2 separate regions of the Ovis aries genome follow, and region 2 is linked to region 1. The links are chromatin contacts, called in public Hi-C maps. All regions are on one chromosome and are shown on one strand. The core of a region is the stretch at or near the end of the contact, and the rest is flanking DNA. Distances in the headings are between cores, read along the strand shown. Region 1 overlaps ANKRD28 (ankyrin repeat domain 28). Region 2 has its middle 25 kb from the start of DPH3.

What was found. A called contact is a pair of places that touch in the nucleus more often than the background predicts.
Region 2: a Hi-C map of liver shows a contact between it and region 1, with 5 times the contacts expected there. The contact joins two enhancer-like sites. A contact is called at or near these places in 7 of 16 Hi-C or Micro-C datasets (hypothalamus, liver, muscle and 3 more).

The regions. Positions count from the first base shown.
Region 1 is chr1:273,890,909-273,894,480 of ARS-UI_Ramb_v3.0, forward strand. All of the region lies in intron 1 of ANKRD28 (ankyrin repeat domain 28), which reads right to left. Among named protein-coding and RNA genes, the nearest start is that of ANKRD28, 57 kb to the right of the region's middle. Within about 2 kb of position 1,918, at least 8 of the 54 cell types and tissues checked have an H3K27ac peak or open chromatin away from gene starts, as enhancers often do.
Region 2 is chr1:274,268,884-274,272,455 of ARS-UI_Ramb_v3.0, forward strand. No RefSeq gene overlaps it. Among named protein-coding and RNA genes, the nearest start is that of DPH3, 25 kb to the right of the region's middle. Within about 2 kb of position 1,603, at least 24 of the 54 cell types and tissues checked have an H3K27ac peak or open chromatin away from gene starts, as enhancers often do.

The DNA.
Region 1 (3,572 bases), core at 668-3,167:
ATTGTATACAAATACATGTGTGTTCTGTGTTAAGTCGCCTCAGTCGTGTCCGACTCTTTGCAACCCTAGGGAGCACAGCACATCAGGCTCCTGTGTCCATGGGATTCTCTAGAAAAGAATACTGGAGTGGGTTGCCATTTCTTCTTCCAGGGGATCTTCCCAACCCAGGGATCGAACCCACATCTCTTACATCTGTCTCCTGCATTGGCAAGCAGGTTCTTTACCACTAGAGCTACCTGTGAAACCCACAAATATACATAAAATAAGAAAATATTGTCTCCCTCTACATTTATTTTAACAGCACACAAAAAAAAATTAGAGCAAGGAAATGCAACATAGTTTTATTTTTCATATTACAATTCCCTTAACGGCCTCCTCTTCTTCCAAAATATCAAGTTCTGTCCAAACAGAAAATGTGCAGCACTCTTTTTTTTTTTTTTTAGTTTTTTATTTTTTAAATTTTAAAATCTTTAATTCTTACATGCGTTCCCAAACATGAACCCCCCTCCCACCTCCCTCCCCATAACATCTCTCTGGGTCATCCCCATGCACCAGCCCCAAGCATGCTGCATCCTGCGTCAGACATAGACTGGCGATTCAATTCTTACATGGTAGTATACATGTTAGACTGTCATCCCAAATCATCCCACCCTCTCCCTCTCCCTCTGAGTCCAAAAGTCCATTATACACATCTGTGTCTCTTTCCCTGTCTTGCATACAGGGTCGTCATTGCCATCTTCCTAAATTCCATATATATGTGTTAGTATACTGTATTGGTGTTTTTCTTTCTGGCTTACTTCACTCTGTATAATCGGCTCCAGTTTCATCCATCTCATCAGAACTGATTCAAATGAATTCTTTTTAACGGCTGAGTAATACTCCATTGTGTATATGTACCACAGCTTTCTTATCCATTCATCTGCTGATGGACATCTAGGTTGTTTCCATGTCCTGGCTATTATAAACAGTGCTGCGATGAACATTGGGGTACATGTGTCTCTTTCAATTCTGGTTTCCTCGGTGTGTATGCCCAGAACTAGAACAAATAATTTCAAGATTTGTATGGAAATACAAAAACCTCGAATTGCCAAAGCAATCTTGAGAAAGAAGAATGGAACTGGAGGAATCAACTTGCCTGACTTCGGGCTCTTCTACAAAGCCACAGTCATCAAGACAGTATGGTACTGGCACAAAGACAGACATATAGATCAATGGAACAAAATAGAAAGCCCAGAGATAAATCCACACACATATGGACACCTTATCTTTGACAAAGGAGGCAAGAATATACAATGGAGTAAAGACAATCTCTTTAACAAGTGGTGCTGGGAAACCTGGTCAACCACTTGTAAAAGAATGAAACTAGATCACTTCCTAACACCGCACACAGAAATAAACTCAAAATGGATTAAAGATCTAAATGTAAGATCAGAAACTATAAAACTCCTAGAGGAGAATATAGGCAAAACACTCTCAGACATAAATCACAGCAGGATCCTCTATGATCCACCTCCCAGAATTCTGGAAATAAAAGCAAAAATAAACAAGTGGGATCTAATTAAAATTAAAAGCTTCTGCAGCGCTCTTAATTCACTACTCTATGGACTCAACTCACAAGATGCTAAGTGACTGGAATAATTAAGTTATAACAAACTGAAAAATGTATGGAGAGCATCTTTTCACATAAAATTCTCACACAGCAGAGTATATCACATTTTGCATTAACTGATTTGGAGAAATCACTGCCGAAGTGTCTTATGATCCAAGACACAGAAGCCTGATGCTGGAATCATGAGTGGACTCACACAGAGGCCTCATAAGGACCCAGGAACCACAGTTTCACTCCCCCTCCCTCACAGCACAGCAGCTCCTCTAGGGCGGGGCTGCACTCCACTCATATGAGTCTTCCCAGCTCTTTGGCTCTGCATACCACAGCCATGAGCAATTTGCTGTGTATGGACGTTTATTTCTCATACTGATAACTGAATCTTGTCAGCAGAATAGAAATTCCTTTTCTTTTCTTTCTGTTTTTGTCCCAAGCAGATGCAAGATTTTACAGGTTAAAAACAAATATTGGCAATTTCATATGGGCTAACCAATTATTCACAACTTAAGTTCCTTGAGGGGAGGCACCATTTCTTAAGCCCCTCAAAATGTTCATCTTCTAGTAAGGGCAAGAGATAAGTAAGAAGTAAACTACCCAGCAGTGCAGCAAGTATTTTGATAGTTCAAACTTCTCTGTGAGTGTGTGTGTGTGTGAGAGAGAGAGACGTACATACATATAATGCATTAGGAATCACGAGATACTAGTCAATGAAAGCTATCAGGAAAAGTGGAAACCAACCGAAAAATAAAATAGGACTCCGTTGCTAAGTGATCATTATACTGAACTGTATCCATTTATAGAAATATAAAAGTACTAGGGAACTACTGACTGATTTATCTCTGAGAGGGGAAGCAAGTTCAGGGATGCCTGCCCTCACCACTCCTATTCGATTTATCAAAAAGAACTCCTAGCCACTATGACAGGACTATAAGAAGAAATAAAAGGCAAACAGATCGGAAAGAAAGGAATAAAACTGTCTGTATTAGCAGACAAACTTGACTGTCTACATAGAAAATCCATGAACATATTAAAAAAGTTTCCAGAACTAAGGATTAAGTGTAGTAAAGTCATAGAATACAATTATATTTCTGCATACTACCAATGAACTAGAAATTTAAAATAAACTTTAAGCAGTACCATTTATAACACCACCTCAAACTTAAAGTACTATGGTATAATTTAACAAGATTTGTACAAAATCTGAATGCTAAAACTATAAAATACTGATGAAAGTGAAAGTCGCTCAGTCATATCTGACTCTTTGGACCTCATGGACTATACAGTCCATGGGATTCTCCAGGACAGAATACTGGAGTGGGTAGCCTTGCCCTTCTCCAGGGGATCTTGCCAACCCAGGGATCAAACCCAGGTCTCCTGCATTGCAGGCGGATTCTTTAGCAGCTAAGCCACAAGGGATAGAGGAAACCAAATAAGTGAAGATACTACATCTGTGTACCGGAAGACTCATTATTATTAAGGTGTCAGTTTTTCCTTATGTAATCTATAATATAATCCAATCCCAACCAAAGTCCCAGTAGTATTTGTAGAAATGAATAAGCAGAGTAAAAAATTTATATGTAAAGACAATGGATCTAGGAGAGCCAAAACTATTTTTAAGAAGAAAGAAATTGCAGTCATATAGATCTAATGGAATGGAATGGACAAATCCAGAAATATATCCATACATACATGGTCAACTGATTTTTGACAAAGGTGAAAAATGCAGTTCAACAGAAAAAAAAAACAGTGTTTCCAACAAATGGTCTTGAATAACCAGATAATTCATTTGCCAAAACAACAACAGCAAAACCTTAGACCTCTATCTAATACTGCTGCTGCCACTGCTAAGTCACTTCAGTCGTGTCCGACTCTGTGAGACTCCATAGACGGCAGGCCACCAGGCTCCCCTGTCCCTGGGATTTTCCTGGCAAGAACACTGGAGTGGTTGCCATTTCCTTCTCTAGTG
Region 2 (3,572 bases), core at 353-2,852, 380 kb after region 1:
CACTCTTGAGTCATTTCACACGCCCTGTTCAAAGGCAGGCAGTTCCCCACTGGTTGCAACAGCTCACAGACCTCATTCATCGACAGGCTCTTGCTGCCTTCCGCTTGCCATTCCTGTTGGCTTTGGATTCTGGCATCCATCCCTTCATGGTTACAGGACGTCCATCCCAACACCTACCATGATGTCCTAGCCCCAGCATCCCAGGTAGGAAGGAAGAGAGGTTGCCGAAGGATGCTCTCCTCCAACATCTTTGTGTTGAGAGAGCTCTTCCCCTCACCTGCCCCCCACTCCCTATCAGTAGAATTCGCTCTGCCTCACTGGCCAGAGCTGAGTCACAGTCACGGAAGTGAAAGCGAAAGTGAAGTCGTGTCCAACTCTTTGCGACCCCATGGACTGTAGCCTACCAGGCTCCTCCCTCCATGGAATTCTCCAGGCAAGAGTACTGGAGTGGGTTGCCATTTCCTTCTCCAGGGGATCTTCCTGACCCAGGGACTGAATCTGGGTCTCCTGCATTCCAGGCAGACGCTTTAATCTCTGAGCCACCAGGGAAACCTACAGTCATAGAAAGTCCCTCACAAAGAGGAGAGGGCTGGGCACCCTGCCGCTCGGAACTCCCTGGGGCTCTGCTGGCCAGAAGATGGGAGGTTGACTGGGGCAGGGCCTGTGTCTGCCGCTGAGCCAGCGCCTCTCTCAGGCAAGACTGGGCTCTGCGCCTGCCCTTTATCATTATGAAAGGAAAACCGCAGGACCCTGAGTCCAAGACCTACAGCATGCTGTGCTCACAACTCCTGGGTGTTGTCCAACCAGCTCTGCCCCCACCTGCCAGTGTGGGGTGCTTGCCATGCAGGTCCCGCCCCTCCACCCCCGGGGGCTGCTCAGACAAGCTGAGAGGTGAAGGTGTTTGATCTCTTTTCTCACACACCTTCTGGAAAACACTGTGGCCCTGAGCACCGGCCCGTAAAACTCTTTCCCTTTACTCCCGTCTCTGAGAGGCAGGTTTCCATCTGCTTTCTAAACGAAACACAAACAGCAAGTAAGTACAGCTTCTGAATGTGAGGAGGGAAGGTCCCTTGGGATTTACAATGACTTTCCTCCTGTTTTGTGTGTGATATAGGAATTGGTTTGGGGGATTTTATTTAAAACAACAGTTTCAGCCTCCTAACTCATCTGCTCCTCATGAGCGGCAGAACTCATTACAAGGCAGTTGTCAAGGGGCCTCTGGATTTCCTCAAGGCTTTCTCATAAGGCAAGTGCTTAAGACAAAATCCTCTAGCCCTTTGGTCCTAATCCTCGTCTTCTTTGCCCAGTGATTAACCAGAAGGTGCGGCATCTGCTGACACCCACGAGGACTGAGCTGGCAAAGTGAAAACCTTTCTGTGCTCTGACGAGTTTCAAAGGCTGGGCTTGAGCTTCTGAATGATGTTCGCTGTTCGCGTCCCAGATTACATTGCTCTTTCCAGAGTGAATTCTAGACACTTCAGGTCACTTTCTAAATTAAAAAGAAACCAAGTATTTCTTGAATCTCTGTCATGTACCAAGGACACGGCTAGGTCCTCGTCTGTGTTTTGGGGAAGCTAAGCTTGCATGGCCTTGATGAGCCATCCATGAATCAGAAAATTGCAAAACATCATCTTCACTGCCTATTAAGTCAGCGCAGATTCAGATGGGTTTGGATATGTACTCTCTGGTTTCTGGGAAGGCAGAGCTATTTCAAAAACAATTCCAGGAAAGTAAATGAACAGACTTCTTAAGTACACTTGCCAAGTGGGACACAAAATAGACTTACATTTGTAAATAATTACTTTTTCCAAAATTGCCACAGCAACAGGCCCAGCATCCAGTGACCCTTCAATACCTATGTGTGATGTAATAATTCCCAGGTGTTTCTCCAGCCTCGACTCCTCCCTTGAACCTCAGATTCATTCATTCAAGCATCTTCAATCTTTCCTACAGTTCAAGTGATCTCGCTAAAATGCTTCCCTTGATGGAATCCCCTCTATGGCTCCCCCATTATTTTCAGAGTAATACCATGGACCCCCAACATAGCGTGCCTACAACCTCCTTCCTAGCCTGGGCTTTAGCCTCTGGACTCGCTGGCTGCCCCTCACCCCACTGTCTCCAACACATAGTCCCTAATGCAATGCTCTTTCTTTTGTACCTGCTTTTGCTACGCTGTTCCCTTTACCAAGCATGCCCTTTTCTAGGGAACCCTCCTACACTGTCAGCAGGAATGTAGGTTGGTGCAACCCCTTCCTCAAAAAACTAAAAACTATAGGACACTGATGAAAGAAATGGAAGAGGACACAAACAGATGGAAAGATACACCGTGTTTTGGATCGGAAGAATGAATATTGTCAAAAATACCCAAAGCAATCTACAGATTCTATGCAATCAAACTACCAACAGCATTTTTCACAGAACCAGAATGAAAAAGTCTTAAGATTTGTATGAAGACACAAAAGATCCCAAACAGAGAAAGCAATTTTGAGAAAGAAAAATGGAGCTGGAAGAATCAGATTCCCTGATTGCAAACTATTGTACATAGCTGTAGTCATCAAAGGAGTATGGCCCAGGCACAAAAACAGACATACAGATCAATGGAGTAGGACAGAAAGCCCAGAAATAAACCCACACACCTATGGCGAATTAATTTACAACAAAGGAGATAAGACTATCCACCGAAGGAAAGACAGTCTCTTCAATAGATGGTGCTGGGAAAACTGGACAGCCACATGTAAAAAAAGGAAATTAGAACACTCTTCAACACCATACACAAAAATGAACTCAAGATGGATTAGAGCCCCAAATGTAAGCCTGGACACTAAAACTACCAGAGGAAACCAGAGTTGCAGCCGTATCTTCATTCCACCTCCCAGAATAATGGAAATAAAAACAAAAATAAACAGATGAGACCTAATTAAACTCAAAAGTTTTTACACAGCAAAGGAAAGTATAAACAAAACCAAAAAACAACCCACAGCTTGGGAGAAAATGTTTGCAAATGATGTGACCGACAAGGGATGTTTCCAAAATATACAAACAGCTCATGTGGTGTAATATAAAAATAAACAACCCACTCAAAAAATAGGCAGAGGACCTAAATAGACTTTTCTCCAAATAAGACATGCAGATGGCTAATAGGCATATGAAAAGATTTTCAACATCATTAATTATAGAAAGTAAAGAAAGCGAAGTCACTCAGTCATGTCCAACTCTTTGCAACCCCATGGACTGTAGCCTACCAGGATCCTCCATCCATGGGATTTTCCAGGCAAGAGTACTGGGGTGGATTGCCATTGCCTTCTCCAGGGGATCTTCCCAACCCAGGGATCGAACCCAGGTCTTCTGCATTGTAAGCAGACGTTTTACTGTCTGAGCCACTAGGGAAGTTCATTAATTATAAGAGAAATGCAAATCAAAACTCCATTGGGATACTGCCTCACACCGGTTGGAATGGTCATCATCAAAAAATTTGTAAACAGTAAATGCTGGAAAGGGTGCAGAGAGAAGGGGACCCTCCTACACTGTTGGTGGGAACACAAATCAGTGTGGCCACGGTGGAGAACAGTATG